Regions from separate parts of the Mus musculus genome. Here region 2 is linked to region 1. A link is a contact called in public Hi-C data. All regions are on one chromosome and are shown on one strand. The core of a region is the stretch at or near the end of the contact, and the rest is flanking DNA. Distances in the headings are between cores, read along the strand shown. Region 1 holds the start of Zfp148 (zinc finger protein 148). Region 2 overlaps Zfp148 (zinc finger protein 148).

The links. A called contact is a pair of places that touch in the nucleus more often than the background predicts.
Region 2: a contact with region 1 is called in a Hi-C map of Sertoli cells, with 2.1 times the contacts expected there. The contact joins the enhancer-like site here to the promoter of Zfp148 in region 1. A contact is called at or near these places in 3 of 39 promoter capture datasets (hippocampal neurons, liver and macrophages), 5 of 484 Hi-C or Micro-C datasets (the C2C12 cell line, Sertoli cells, cerebral cortex and 2 more), 8 of 115 datasets of contacts at active chromatin or transcription factors (the SCID.adh cell line, cardiomyocytes, embryonic fibroblasts and 3 more) and 3 of 9 other capture datasets (adipose tissue, liver and pancreatic islet).

Annotation. Positions count from the first base shown.
Region 1 is chr16:33,376,637-33,383,862 of GRCm38.p6, forward strand. Zfp148 (zinc finger protein 148) reads left to right here and starts at 4,139. Exons shown (of 9, transcript NM_011749.4): 1 at 4,139-4,391. It overlaps 1700007L15Rik (RIKEN cDNA 1700007L15 gene), which reads right to left and starts at 4,100. Exons shown (of 2, transcript NR_045709.1): 1 at 3,880-4,100; 2 at 3,218-3,743.
Region 2 is chr16:33,416,729-33,423,954 of GRCm38.p6, forward strand. Zfp148 (zinc finger protein 148) reads left to right here. Exons shown (of 9, transcript NM_011749.4): 2 at 4,593-4,674. Among named protein-coding and RNA genes, the nearest start is that of Zfp148, 40 kb to the left of the region's middle. Within about 2 kb of position 4,768, at least 5 of the 459 cell types and tissues checked have an H3K27ac peak or open chromatin away from gene starts, as enhancers often do. A contact at or near this core is called in Sertoli cells, where this site is marked.

The DNA of each region.
Region 1 (7,226 bases), core at 2,889-5,388:
TTCTTTTCCTTCCTCTCTCTTCTCTTTCCTCCCCCCCTTCTTTCACAGGCTCTCGAACTTTCCAAAGTGGCCTTGGGCTGACTATGTGGCTGAGGGTGCCTTGAACTTGAGATCCTCCTGCCTCTTCCTGCTCAGTGCTGGGAACATGGGATGTGCTACATCTCCAACTCAGAACAGTTCCTGGAATAGTATGCTGCTGAGCGTGATGGCCTTTAATCCCAGCTCTCAGAAACCATAGGAGTGGGCTGGTGAGATGGCTCAGCGGGTAAGAGCACCTGACTGCTCTTCCAAAGGTCCGGAGTTCAAATCCCAGCAACCACATGTTGGCTCACAACCACCTGTAACAAGATCTGACGTCCTCTTCTGGAATGTCTGAAGACAAGTACAGTGTACTTACATATAATAAATAAATTAAAAAAAAACCACATATGTGACATATGTATGTGTGTGATATATTAAATGATTTATGCTTATCTAGCATTTTTAAAAAGGACTGAAAACAAAAAACCAAATAGTAACAAAGAGAAGGAGAATAGCTACCTGATATAAGGGAGGAACGTTGATTTTGGCTTGTGCCAAAGAAATTTTGGACATGGTGAGGAAGAAGACCATGGCAAGTGGTAGAGCGAGCTGCTCAGCTCATGGTGGCCAAGGAAGGGAGAAGAGGGCTGTGTCCAGGGATAAAACACACCCTTCAGGGGCTGGAGAGATGGTTCAGTGGTTAAGAGCACCGACTGCTCTTCCAAAGGTTCAGAGTTCAAATCCCAGCACCCACATGGTGGCCCACAACCATCCATAATGAGATCTGACACCCTCTTCTGGTGCATCTGAAGACAACTACAGTGTACTTAGATATATAAATCTTTAAAAAACAAACAAACAAACAAACAAACACATCCTTCAAGGGCACACAGCCTGTTTTGTTCAACCAGGGTTTGTTTCCTACTCTATTTCTCAGTGATATGATAAACTATGATGCTTTAGCAATCCCTTGCTAGGGTTAGCGCCCCCAGGATCTAATCACCTCACAAAGGCCCCACCTCTGAACACCATTGCATCGAGTACTAAGTCAGCACATGAGCTGTAGGGGAACATTCAGATACAGACAGGTGGTATGAGGGGGTTCTTTTGTGATCAGAGTGGTTGCTTGGGGGGTGGTGGTGGTGTTGTTTCAAGACAGGGCTTCTCTATGTGGCTCTGGCTGTCCTTTCCTAGAGCTTGCTTTGTAGACCAGACTCTCCTCAAACTCATGTATGTCCACTTGCCTTTACTTCCTAAATGCTGGGATTAAAGATGTGCACTACCACAAACTGGTAAGGAGTGGTTCTGTCCTCACTGTGGGGACAGACCTGTGCTCCTACATAGGATGGAGGTAAACTCTAAACACACATGAGGATGCACATGCCGGGTGTGGTGGCACATGCCCTTAATCCCAGCACTCGGGAGGCAGAGGCAGGCTGATTTCTGAGTTCGAGGCCAGCCTGGTCTACAAAGTGAGTTCCAGGACAGCCAGGGCCACATAGAGAAACCCTGTCTTGAAAAACCAAAAACCAAACCAAACCAAACCAAACCCCTGGAGGATGCACATGGGTTCAAAGGTCACAGATACTGCCCGGTTTTGTGGGCACTACGTAACAGGCTCCTGCCAATCTGCTGCTGTTGATGGCTCTCCATAGTTTTATATCACACCATTGGGAGAAGCTGGGTGAAGAGATAAAGGAGTTGTTTTGCCCTGTATTTGTAACTTCGTATAAGTGTACAGTCATTTTAAAAATTTATCATTAGGGGTGCCCCTGTGGATGTTAAGAGGACAACTTTGGGGCTGGAGAGATGGCTCAGTGGTTAAGAGAACCTACTGCTCTTCCGAAGGTCCTGAGTTCAAATCCCAGCAACCACATGGTGGCTCACAACCATCTGTAATGAAATCTGATGCCCTCTTCTGGTGCATCTGAAGACAGCTACAGTGAACTTAGACATAATAATAAATAAATCTTTAAAAAAAAAAAAGAGAACAACTTTGTGGAATTGATTCTCTCCATCTACTTTTAGTGTGAGTTGAGCTCAGGTTGCTATCTTGTGAAGCAAGTGCGGTCACCTGCTGAACCCCCTTGCTGATCCTTCATTTGTTTTAAAGAGTTATTTTTATTCATGGTGTGTGCTTGTGCATATTATCTGCCATGTGTGTGCAGGTGCTCTGGAAACTTGGGCCCTCTGAAAGAGCAGCAAGTGCTTTGAAATGCTGAGCCATCTCAGACAGGGTTTCTCTGTGAAGCCCTGGCTGTCCTGGAACTTGCTCTGTAGACCAGGCTGGACTCTAACTCAAGTGATACCCCTGCCTCTGCCTCCTGAGTGCTGGGATTAACGTCACTACCTTATGGCTGTCTCTCATTGTTTTAAAGTGGGTGAGTGGAAGAAATTTAAGATGGAAAGGAAGCAAGCTGCGTGGCCAAGACTGGTATTGGAAGGTAAGCAGCAGCAGTCTGGATAAAAAAAATGGACCAGCAAGAATTTCAAGAGCCTTCAATCACTCTTACTTTGAAGGCATGGTCAGTAGTCTTCTCCACTCTGCCCATTTTAGATGGTTGTTTCTTCCTTGTCTTAATTCTCTTCAGAAACAAAGAGATGTATTCCTAGTGGCAACCCTATTCATCTTAGTCCACTGGGTGTGACCCTAGGCTTTTAGCTCTTTCTAGTTATTAGCTTTACCACAGCTTAAACCTAAAAGTTAGCTTCTTGGCTGCCAGAGGGTTTTTTTTTTCTTCTCTTCCCTTTTTAAAAATACATCTGAATTTGATGTCACTGCAGTTGCTAGAAGTTGCCAGAAGGCTGTCCTCCAGCTAACTGTCCCTTGCTCTAGCTTGTATCACGGTTTTGTTACAATTAGCATTCAGAATATGCACTGTCATCTTATTAAAATTTATATTTTTTTAGTGGAGAAGGTTCAAGTAGAGTTTATTGTGAGGCTGTGGGCTCATCCCTGCTTTTCTTAGTTAACTGTGTTTGAATTCAGCTGAACTTCTGAGCCTCAGCTACTTCAAAAGGCGTCGCGGTTTACTAAGGTTAACGCCTGAGGGAATATTAACCTTGCAGACAGTAATCTAATTCAGTGTCATCACAAGTGCATAATGCGGGAGTTTGGAGTTTGGCCAAAAAGCCTATTCAAATGAACATTCAAGGGGTGGGGAGGTGGGTGTGGACAAGGAGAGAATTCCAGAAATGGTTATGTAGATATTTTAATGTCCTTTCCCTCTCACCTCAAAGGTTATGTTTAAGTATTGCAGAGAGGTGCTAAAATAAAGCCTTGAGATTGTGAAACAGAAATCCTAACGAAGGTGCTCCATCTCTCAGGAAGTTCCCAATAACCCGATCGACATTCACTGGGCACATTAAGTTAGCTGACCTTGTACTACTGTGTGGGCACAAAGGTCATTAACTGTAAGCCCTCCCTTTGTATAGGCAACTAAAGGGCCTTGGTGTTAAATGAGGGCGCTCCTAAGAAACCAGGATTTAGTGAAGGTCGTCGAAGGGCTGCCAAAAGATGGCTCAACTAAGCAATCTTAGGTATGCAGAGATTATAACCAAGTCTTTGCTGACATGCAGACCGTGGTTTGGGCCAACGAAGTCCTGACTGGGATCTCTTGCTTTTTCTCGGTGCCCACATCCTGCATCGCGGTTTGCAGACTCCAACCAGGTTTTCTAGTTTCAAGGGTGCAGGGTAGCATCTTCCGGAAAAAGAGGAGAGGCTAGGTAAGAGAATAAAAGAAAGATCCAAGAAATCCTGGCTAAACCCTTCATCGACGTTCCCGCCCCTTCCACTTCCCAGGGCCTGGGCCGCTATTTAATCCCCATTTTTCACTTCTCGGGGTGCCAGGCACGCACCCAGCCTCAAGGGGAGGACGTCCCTCTCAGTGGCTTTCCCAGCTCCCATCAATTTCAAAGCGTTTTCCTCTCAGGCCCATCAGGGGGACCCCCAGAGCGGGGCCCAGCTTTCCCGGCCACGCCGCGCTGCTGACACGCAGGCGCCAGAATCAAAGCCACGCTTGGTCTCGCAGCCAGGTCTCCGCGCCAAGCGAGGGCCGGCGGCCCGGAGCGCTTCCTGTGTGCGATGCTTCCCATAATGCACCGCGCCGGCAGCGGCGGCGACCGCGGCGACGCTCTAGCCGCGCCATGTCTGCCTCTCGACTGCTCTGGGAGGAGGAAGAGAAGGAGGAAGAGGAGGAGGAGGAGGAGGGGGAGGAAGAGGAGAAAGGCGCAGGGGTGGGAGCTGTCGCCGGAGCTGCCACAGCAAAAGTTCTCTCCCCTCCCCCTCGCCCTCCTCGTCGGGCCCGTGGGAAGGTCGGAGCCGCCGCCGCCTGCAGTCAGTGACCGCGCGCCTCGGCGCCAGCCCCGCGGTAAACGCTCGGCCTGGCAGGCCTGGGCCCGGGAGGGCGGGGGAGGGGAGGGGGCGGCGCGCGGTCGGGGGGGGGGGAGCGCGGCGACGACGGTGTGACCCGCAGGAGCGGCGGGCCGGCCGGCCGGGGGGCGGCCCGGGAGGCGGCGGGCGCAGGCCGCGGGGAGCGCGGGGCTGGGGACGCGAGGATGGTGGGTCGGGGCTTGGAGAACGGAGAATGACGGGGGCGGCGGAGGCGAGAGAGCGGGCGGCCTCCGAGGCCTGCGGCCGGTGTCGGGTAGGAAGGTGGGATGCACGCGGGGAGGCCTCGGGGTGCCAGGCTGTGGGCGACGAGGCCGGCCAGACCCTGGGGTTCTCCGCCGTCTTGGTGCAGTGCTTTCTGCACCGCAGGCCTCGGTCGCCGCTGCTGCCTCGGTGTGCTCGTTGGCTGCAGGGAAGGGCAGGGGCTGGTGAAAAGGGGATTGCTTGCAGGAAGCCGAGTAGGAGTGCGAAAGGGGAGAAAGGGGCCGGAGGGGAAGATGCCGGATAGGTGGAGGAATGCCGGGGGTGGCTGTGGAGCAGTCTTGAGGATTCTGAGGGTGTTCATTGTGCAGATACGTTAGGTGTTTCATTATGGAAAGAACCGAAGCGTTTCCAAGGCAAGGGGAAGAAGGCTAGAGTAGTTTCTACGGATAGAAGGAAGAGCGTTTGAAGCCAGAGGAGTGCTAAATATTGGAAAAGAAGCAGAGAATGCATAATAGAATAGACAGATGTAGCATAATTATCAAATGCTGGCCCAAGGTCTAAAGAGTTATTCCAGATGGGCCAGAGTGGCCTAGTTCGGAACCTGTTTGGGCTCTTCAGTAGATGACATCCGGTAAGTGTGGGTCCCCGCTTGGTTGGGGGTCATTGAGAATTTAGTCACTTAGCCTGTAGATTGGTTTGAGACATTTTAGTGCCGCACTAGTGAACTGAAAAATCTTTGAAAGAGACCTTGAGAAACCGCCTGGCTTCTGGGCATTCTTGAGGCCACGGAGTTGAGAATTTTAGCAGATTTGGAGTATTGTCTGTTACCGGAGGGTGGATGAACACCGTCCTGGAAGACGGTGGAATAGGAATTAACGTGGCCTGGCGGTGTTCTTCTTCACTGCCTAGCTTATATGGTACCACCAGAAGAGCTGGTGCCGTATTTCAGCCTAGGTTGCAGGACATAGATTGTAATTGTCCGGGTCAAGAGTTGGTGCATTCTAGTCTGGTCTTTGAAGGCTCCATTTGTCTAGTTCTATACTTCGGGTTGGCGGGAGATCCTTTTCCATTCACAGTTCCGGGTGTACTCTTTCACGGAGGCATGATGTTATTAAAGAAAATAACATCTGCAAGCAAAATGTAGGCAGAGCATCTAGAATATCTGTTATCTTAGCTTATAAGGAGGTCAGGAGTGGTTGTAATGCCTAAGGAAATCTGAAGTGACAGGATGAGTCGAGGTCTCATGAGGAGGGACAGTCCCTATGTTAGGAAACCAAGTTCTGCACTCCCTGAATGCACAGTAGACCACATTTTTCAAGAAGGAACACTGGGTGAGAACAGAGTCTTGTCCTTTTTGTTTTGTTTTGCTTTTTTTTTTTGAGACAGGGTTTCTCTGTAGTTCTGGCTGTTCTGGAACTTGCTGTTGTATACCAGGCTGGCCCGGAACTCAGAAATCCACCTTCCTGTGCCTCCTTAAAGGCACAGCCCGGCTAGAACAATGTGTTAAATTCTATTTGGATAGTGGTCACCTTTTGTTATTAAGAGAAATTACATAATGTGTTGTGGTATCATTTCAACTGAAGGGAAGACGAGTATGTTAAATGTGACAGATCTTTTTCATGGCAGTTGAAGGAAAAGAGAATAATGGGGAGGATGGGGTAACATTCGGGAGAGGGGAAGGAAACTCAGGTATATTCATTCCTTTTTCTTTCATTATAATTTTTCTTATAGAAATAACTGGATTTTTTTATTTTTAAAAAAACTTGGAAATTTTCCGGTTAGTGCATTTAGATTTGCTCACTTTTAAAAAGATTTTTTTTTTTTTTTTTTTGGTTTTTCAAGACAGGGTTTCTCTGTATAGCCCTGGCTGTCCTGGAACTCACTTTGTAGACCAGGCTGGCCTCGAACTTAGAAATCCACCTGCCTCTGCCTCCCAAGTGCTGGGAGCAAAGGTGTGCGCCACCACGCCCAGCTAAGATCTTATTTTTATTTATGCATATGTATTTGTCTATGTGAACATATGCCATGGATGTGAGGGTAACCAAGGAGGTTAGAAGAGAATGTTGGATCCTCGGGAGCTGGGATGACAAGCATTTTTGAACTGACTGATGTGGGTGCTGGAAACTGAACTTGGGTCCTTTGGAAGAGCAGGACGCACTCTTATTAGCTGCTTCTTTGGCCATTTTAAAAAAGGGCTTACTTGACATGATGCACCCATTTTTACTGTCATGGTGTTCGTGGCTCAGTTTCCCTCTGCTGCACTGGTATTGTGTATTGTCATTTCTTTTACTACTGAGTGCCAAATACAGTATGTTGTGTTTCTTATGCAAATAATATGAATATATGTAATTTTAAAAAACTGTCCTGAAGGGACTAACAATGAAAAGCAATGAAACAGGGGTTCATTGCAGTTTTGCTTTCATAGACTGCTGCCTGCTGTGCCCTGCAAGCCCCCCCCCCCCCTTTCTGAGACAGGGTCTCACTGTGTAGCTCTGTCTGAGGAGGGACTGGCTTTGTAGGCCAGGCTGGCCTCAAACTCAACAGAGATCCGCTTGCCTCTGCCTCCCAGGTGCTGGGATCACGGGCCCACATCACCGTGTCCAGTGAGCTT
Region 2 (7,226 bases), core at 3,518-6,017, 41 kb after region 1:
GGAAGGAATGAGGGATATCTTACCTAAGTCTTTAACAGAGTTTTACAAGGGATTGAGTCAGTCCAAGTGTCCTAGCTGATCCAGATAGTAAATGTAGCATCATCAAGCAATCCCTGTTTCCAGCATTTGTGAGTGATGTTTGTTGTACAGGATCATTTTTCATATATTTGCTGTATTCAACAAATGATTATCATCACACACACACACACACACACACACACACACACACACACACTGTTCTCTGGGTCAGTGGCATGGAAGGGTATATAATTTAAAGCGATGCATTAGCTTGGATTGTCAAGCTGATTACATGGAAAATCCAAGGCAAGAAAGGTTGTTTGTTATGTTGTCCTTTTAAAGGCAGGTTAAAGGAGGAGGTTGAGTACACAGTAGGACAGCAGTCTTGAGTCCAAGTGACCTCAGTTCCTATTGTTAACTGAACAGTGGGGCCTAGCAAAAGTTCCTGTCTCTTTGAATACAAGAGATATTTTCATCAAATATATCACCATAAACAAGAACTTCTGAAATTAGTTGCCATTCTTTTAAAGCATTGTAAAATAAGTTCTGTAGTACTGAATTATTCCTCACATCATGCTTTTAAAACAACTAAGCTAGATATGACTGAACTATTCTGTAAATAGCTAAGACTGATCATGCTGTATTTGTTAAGTGTTTCATAATTTTAAAGTAGACTCAGGCTTCCAGAATCTGTTGTGAAGACCAGAAGCCTTCTAAGGGAAATCTCCCAACACTTGAGCCCTGCCACTTACTGGTTGTTGCTGTTGTTTGTTGTTGGTGTTTTGTTTTTAAATGAACAAAACTTCAGTCTTCTTATTTGTAAAATGTGAGTAGTAAGTAATGAATAGTAACAGTAAGGCGTCTAAATGCCTTAGCTGAAGTACCCAAGACCAGGAGTGTTTTGGGTGGTGAGAGATCTGTCTCCCCCCCCCCCCCCCCCCACCGCTCGGCATAGGTTTATTTCTTGGATGCCTGTGAGTTCCTGTGAATATTACTCAGCAAAATCTAAATACTGTTCTCTGTATTCTTGTATGTGAGATGAACATTAATAGGTTATCCTTTTTTGGTTTCAGAAAGTTAGCAGAAGCAGATAAATCATTCTTATTTGATTTTCTTGTGATAAATTGCTTAAATTTCTGCTAAAGGACTTAGTACTTTATTATCCCAAATGAATACTGTCTATGAACTTAACATTGCAAAATTGCTAACACCTCTGACAGTGTCTTAGTCTTTTCCTGTTACTCTAATAAAGTATGAGGATGACAGCATTTTCGGGTTGTTTTCTGGCTCACAGTACAGGGTAGAGTCTTCTGTGGGAAGAGGTCAGGGAAGCAAGAGCTTGAAGCAGCGTTGGTGTGACATCACGGTCAGGGGACAGATCTCTGCACATTGCTGTTGAGTTCTCTTTCTCCGTTTCATACAGTTCATGATCCCAGCCCTGGGAAGGGTGCTACTCACCATGGGCAGATCTACCCCAGTGACCACCACCACCACCCCTTACCAGCAAATGTGCCCTCCCTCCCTCCCTCCCTCCCTTCCTTCTCACCCCCTCTCTCCACACACTTTTCCCCCCACAATAATAAAAATAATAATTTGTGGTGGAAAGATAATGTAAAAAATATTTATAATTTCAGGCTATTTTGTGTTGTGTGAAGCATGTTCTTCATTATTTTTTTTAAACAAAGCTAGTTATATTCTTTGATACATGACAGCCTTTATTTGGTACATTCAGTAAAAGTTATGTAAGAAAGTAAGTATGCTTTTTGAGAAAATGTTTATGGAAACTTAATATTTCAGAACCATTTCACTAGGCAATAACAGTTAACAAATTGCAGTTATAATAATGTCTTGATTGTGGAGGAGGTATAACAAATCAACTTTTAAAAAGACTCAGAAAGGTGTGTTTATACATTTTTAAAATTTCATTTCTTGCATACCAGTGTTTTGTCTGTCTGATATATGTCACCAGGTGTGTGCCTGGTGCCTTGGAGCTCAGAGGAGGGGTCATATCCCCTGGACTGGAGTGACGCTTCTCAGCTCTCATGTCTGGTCATGCACTGCCAGCAGTTGTGAGAGGTGAATACAGCAAGCGATGTGAGCTCCGTTAGCGGAGCAAAGAGCGGAGATGGGACAGAGTGCAGTGCACACTCAGGGTAGCTCCGACTCATGGCGCCTGCTTTCTCTTCTCTAACTGTAGAAATAGATACTTAAACATAATTTTGAGTGTGGAACAGTGTTTCTATAGTTGCAGATGTGTGGAGGCAGAAGTGGGACGATTGCTTAAGCTCAGGTATTTGGGATCAGCCTGGAAAACATAGTAGGACTCTGTTAACAGTAATAAGAAGCACATATTGGCTCTTTGAGTGCTTGACTTTGGGGCAGGCAGTGGAATTGCTTACTAGAACCTTTTGTTGTTGTGCTGGGGACAGAGCTGTTTTGTGACACTTTTTTTCTGGGGAGATGCAGCACATGCATCTACTGGCTCCAGCTGGGGATCCCACCACAGCCGAGTGCAGACACCACCAAAGTCAGCTCGGGGGACCAACGAGCTCTCCTGAGAGTGGGGGGTGTCCCAGTCTTCTGTATCTTGGCTTGCCTGAGAATCTTCTTTTCAGCTTCTACTGCTTATTCTGTCAGGAAGGGGCCTAGGGAGTCTTGTCAGTTTCATGGATTTCCTGGAGTGTCGTCCATGCTGGAGTGGGCTTTGGCTTGTCTTGGAATCTCTGTCTGGGTGAGTGTGTGTGTGTGTGTGTGTGTGTGTGTGTGTGTGTGTGTGTGTGTGTGTGAGAGAGAGAGAGAGAGAGAGAGAGAAAATTATAACTAGAGCTACTCACTGGCTATAAAATGATAAAGCGTTAGGGGAGTTGGTGAGATGGTTCAGTAACTGAAGCGCTTGGGAACTTGAGTCCGGGCACAGTTGCTGCCTGAAATCCCAGGATCTGGGAGGAGACAAGGAGTCTGGGGCAAACTAGCTAGCTAGACTATTCAAATTGTGCAGCTCTAGGTTCAGTCTGGAGACCCTGCCTCAGTAAGTAGAGAAGAGAGTGAATGAGAAAGGCACTGCCATCGACTGTGGGCTTTCACATGCACACATGTGCCACATGCGCTGGTGCTACAGCAGAGTTAAGGCCGACACATGAAAAAAATATTTTTTTCTATATAAACTTACATTTGGCCTATTCTGTGTTTGAGAATTCAGCTTTTAGTTTTCATAGCATTTGTTTCATATACCTGGAAAAATATCCCAGTTAATAGGAAAGAAATGGATCTGTGTCCTGTATCATTATAATGCAATCTGAATGGTAATTTTCTTAGTTTTTTGCTAAGAGGTTGATTTACTATATATAAATTAAAATCATCCATAGATTGTTTTGACATTATTAAATCTTTTTTGCCTTACAATTAAAAAATATATATTTTTTTTTATTTTCTTTTTCTCTTTAAAGATTTATTATATGTGAGTACACTGTAGCTGTCTTCAGACACTCCAGAACTGTTCTTAACCACTGAGCCATCCGTCCAGCCCCTATTTTTTACTTTCACAATCTACATTCAACTGTTTTGGGGATTAAGGGAAAGAGGATGTGAGTAACCAAAGTCTCATGTAGCTTGGGATGGCCTTGAACTTGTTATGCTCTCAAAGATGATCTTGAATTTTGATCTCTTGCCAACTCCTCAAGTTTGGAGCTATAAACAGGCACTGCCATACTATGCTTTTACAGCCCTGAGTATTGAACCCAGGGCCTCATGGATGTTAGGTCCATTCACAACTACCTGCCTCTCCTTCCCTCCCCAAGACAGGATCTTGCTGTGTAGCTCTGGGTTACCTAGATTTATTTCACTATGTAGCCCAGGTTGGCCTTGATGGGCATCTTCCTGTCTCAACCTCTTGAATGCTAGGATTCAAGGAAGGGGCCAACATTTTTATTTAAAGTAAGTGTGTGTGTGTGTGTGTGTGTGTTCGGGTGCCTAGGGAGTCCAGAAGAGGGAATTGGATCCCTTAGAGCTAGAGTTACAGGCTTCTCAATGTGAGTGCTGAGAATTGAACTTAGGGTCCTCCGCCTTTCCAGCTCCCAAACTACAGTGTTAATACATTTAGCCATTTCAGCAAGAGGCATTATTGCTCTGGGGTTTTATTAAATAAGTAGTATCATGTGAGTGATCAATGCATGGAGTATGCTCGTTTTTATATTTTCATCTCTTTTGTAAGTATCCCAGGCAGTCCACAACTTGTTTCTGATCCTCCTGTGTCAGTCTCTTTATACCAGCAACACATTTGTGCTTTTTTTCTTCCTTAATATGATTCAAAATTGTCCTAACTTTCAAGACATCTTAATCCTCCTTAACTAGAAGTTTAAAACATTGCAACCTACTGTCTTTGATAAACAGCTAGTATTGATGGGCCGTTGCAGTTGAATTGTTAGTTGTGAATTATGTTTAATCCAAAAGCGTCTACTTAGGAAAAGAATTTTGTTAGATTTTTCACATTTAGTTACAACTCTTTTGCCTAGCTGTAAGAATGTGTTTAATTCAGTTCTTTTGGGTTACTAACTTGTATTTTCATACTTTTACAGGATAGAAGAGAAGAATCAGTGGTTTGGAAATTTAGCCAAGTGATCTGGCGGGATGGGCTTATACCTGACACATTTTATAGAGGTAAGTCATGATTGCTTTATCCAGGCTTTAGTTCTCACATTTAACTACTGTCCCCACGCTTATACAGATAATACTTTATTTCCTGAATAGTGCCTTTGTATTGCTTATGCATAACATCACCTTCAAAGAATAACATTGTAGTGCTGTATGGTTTGCACAGAATCACTGAAAAGAATGAATGTTGCAAGTTGTAGGTTGAAGGCCATTGTCTTTTCATTTAACTAGATATGGTTTTGTTTTGTTTCTTGTTGTTTTTGATCTCCCAGTTCTTTTATGCTAGGAGGATAGTCAATCCTTTTCTTTTTTGGCAGCCTTTCTTGGTGTTTGTATTAAACTCCTGCCTTTATCAAACAACATGAAGGAAAACAAAACAATTAACAGTTAAAGTATATTTATATATCTACAATAACACACACTCATCTATATATCATGTTCCTGTCTATCTATTTTTTTTTTTTAAGACAAGGTTTCTCTTTGTAACGCTGGCTGTCCTAGAACTTGCTCTGTAGACCAGGCTGGCCTCCATACTACCATCCCCACCCCCCCACCCCACCTCCTTTGTTTCTCTTCAGAAAAAGGTAGGGTTCCCAGGCATATGAACCAAACATGGCATATCAAGTTGTAAGACTAGGTATCTCTCCTTGTATTAAGGAGAGGATTCGCACTGTTAGGAGTCCCACAAGGAGACCAAGCCACATAACCATAATATATATATGCAGAGGACCTACGTCAGACCATGTAGGCTCCCTGACTGTTGGTTCAGTCTGTGAGTACCTGTGAGCCTAGGTTAGTAGATTCTGTGGGTTTCTTTGGTGTCCTTGGCCCCTTTTATTTCTACAGTCTCCTCCCACTCCCTTCCACAGGATCCCCTGAGTTGCCTAATGTTTGGCTGTGGTTCTGTGTCTGTTTCCATTCGTTGCTGGATGAAGCTTCCCTGATGGCAATTATGCTAGGCACATTAGTGATCAGTTCCTTGACTTTTTTTTTCTTTAATAATTGCTGGTCCTGTTTGGTTCTATCCTGGGTCTCTGGATTATCCAGCCTCTGGTTCTTATCTCTCTAGGTAGTATCTGGTGGTTTCCCTCAAGGTGGACCAGGCATTGCTTAGCCACTCCATAATTTCTATGCCACCTTTACCCCAGGATATCTTATAGACAGTGCAGATTGTAGGTCAGAGGTTTTGTGGTTGTGTTGTACATGTATTCTTATGTCAGTTATACAGATTATAAAGTTGAATTATAAATTTTTAAATTTGTTTTGAGAATTCTTTCAGAACATGAAGATTGAAATATTGCTGGGTTTTTTTTTTTTTGTTTGTTTGTTTGTTTTTGTTTTTTCCAGAGCTGAGGACCGAACCCAGGGCCTTGCACTTGCTAGGCAAGCGCTCTACCACTGAGCTAAATCCCCAACCCCACATTGCTGGTTTTGATGACCATATTTTAGGGCTTTCTTTATTGGCCATATCTTTTGGCAAATGTGGAGCATGCTACTAATAACCTCCTTTACTTAGGTTTCATTGTAAGCAGTGGAGAGTGTCACAGTGTTAAAGCAAACAGGAAAATATCTCCCATTCTTTGTTAATAGTATATATTTTCCCAGACATCTCTGAATACACAAGGACCTAATTACTTTTATGAGACAAGGACTCTGTGTACTTTGTCTTGGTTTCATACTCCATTGTAGTGTGAGCTGGCCTTGAACTTTTGTGATAGTCCTCTGCAAGCTGGCTGCAAGCATGTGCCACCACAGATTTTATATAGATTGTATTTTAGAATAGTGTCTTTTTATTGTCAAATTATTTGTCAAATTGTCAAAAATATTGTCAAAATGTTAAAATGTTAACCTTTAAAAATTGCATTATGATTGGCGGTTCGGATGAGTGTGCATCTCTTCAGGGCATGCCCAGCATCAGCATCAGTATCAGCGGTTACTCGAGTGAGCGAGCGCCTGGTTAGCTCCTTGACAGCATGACAATTGGTTCATGTCAGGTTTTTTTGTTTGTTTTGGGGGAGATCCTTTTATCCTTTTTGTATATTTACATATTAGGGATGGGAGCCTTGTTGTTATGTTAGGAAAATTAATTTGTACTTAATTACTTTTACTTAACATTTGCTTTTTTTTTTGATTTTGGTTTTATTTCAGTTCTACAGAAGTTAATTTTTTCTAAATTGTTAGATAGATACTCATCCTTTTTTTGTTTGTTTGTTTGTTTGTTTTTGTCTTTTGCTTTTTTTTGCGAGATAGGGTTTCTCTGTGTAGTCCAGGCTGGCCTCGAACTCAGAAATCTGCCTGCCTCTGCCTCCCGAATGCTGGGATTAAAGGCGTGCGCCACCACACCCCGCACTTCTTATCCTTCTTGGCTGTAGTAAATGTAGAGTGGAGATTTCTGCATGCTCTTGAAGACTCTCACCCTTGAGCGTGTAACTATACTTTACCCTCTACATCGTCATTTCTGTGAATGACCATGTTCCTAACCTTTCCCAATTTGATATTCTTTCTCTTGGTGATATAAAATAGTGAGTATTGCACTAGTTAGTAGTTGTAGATGTCGT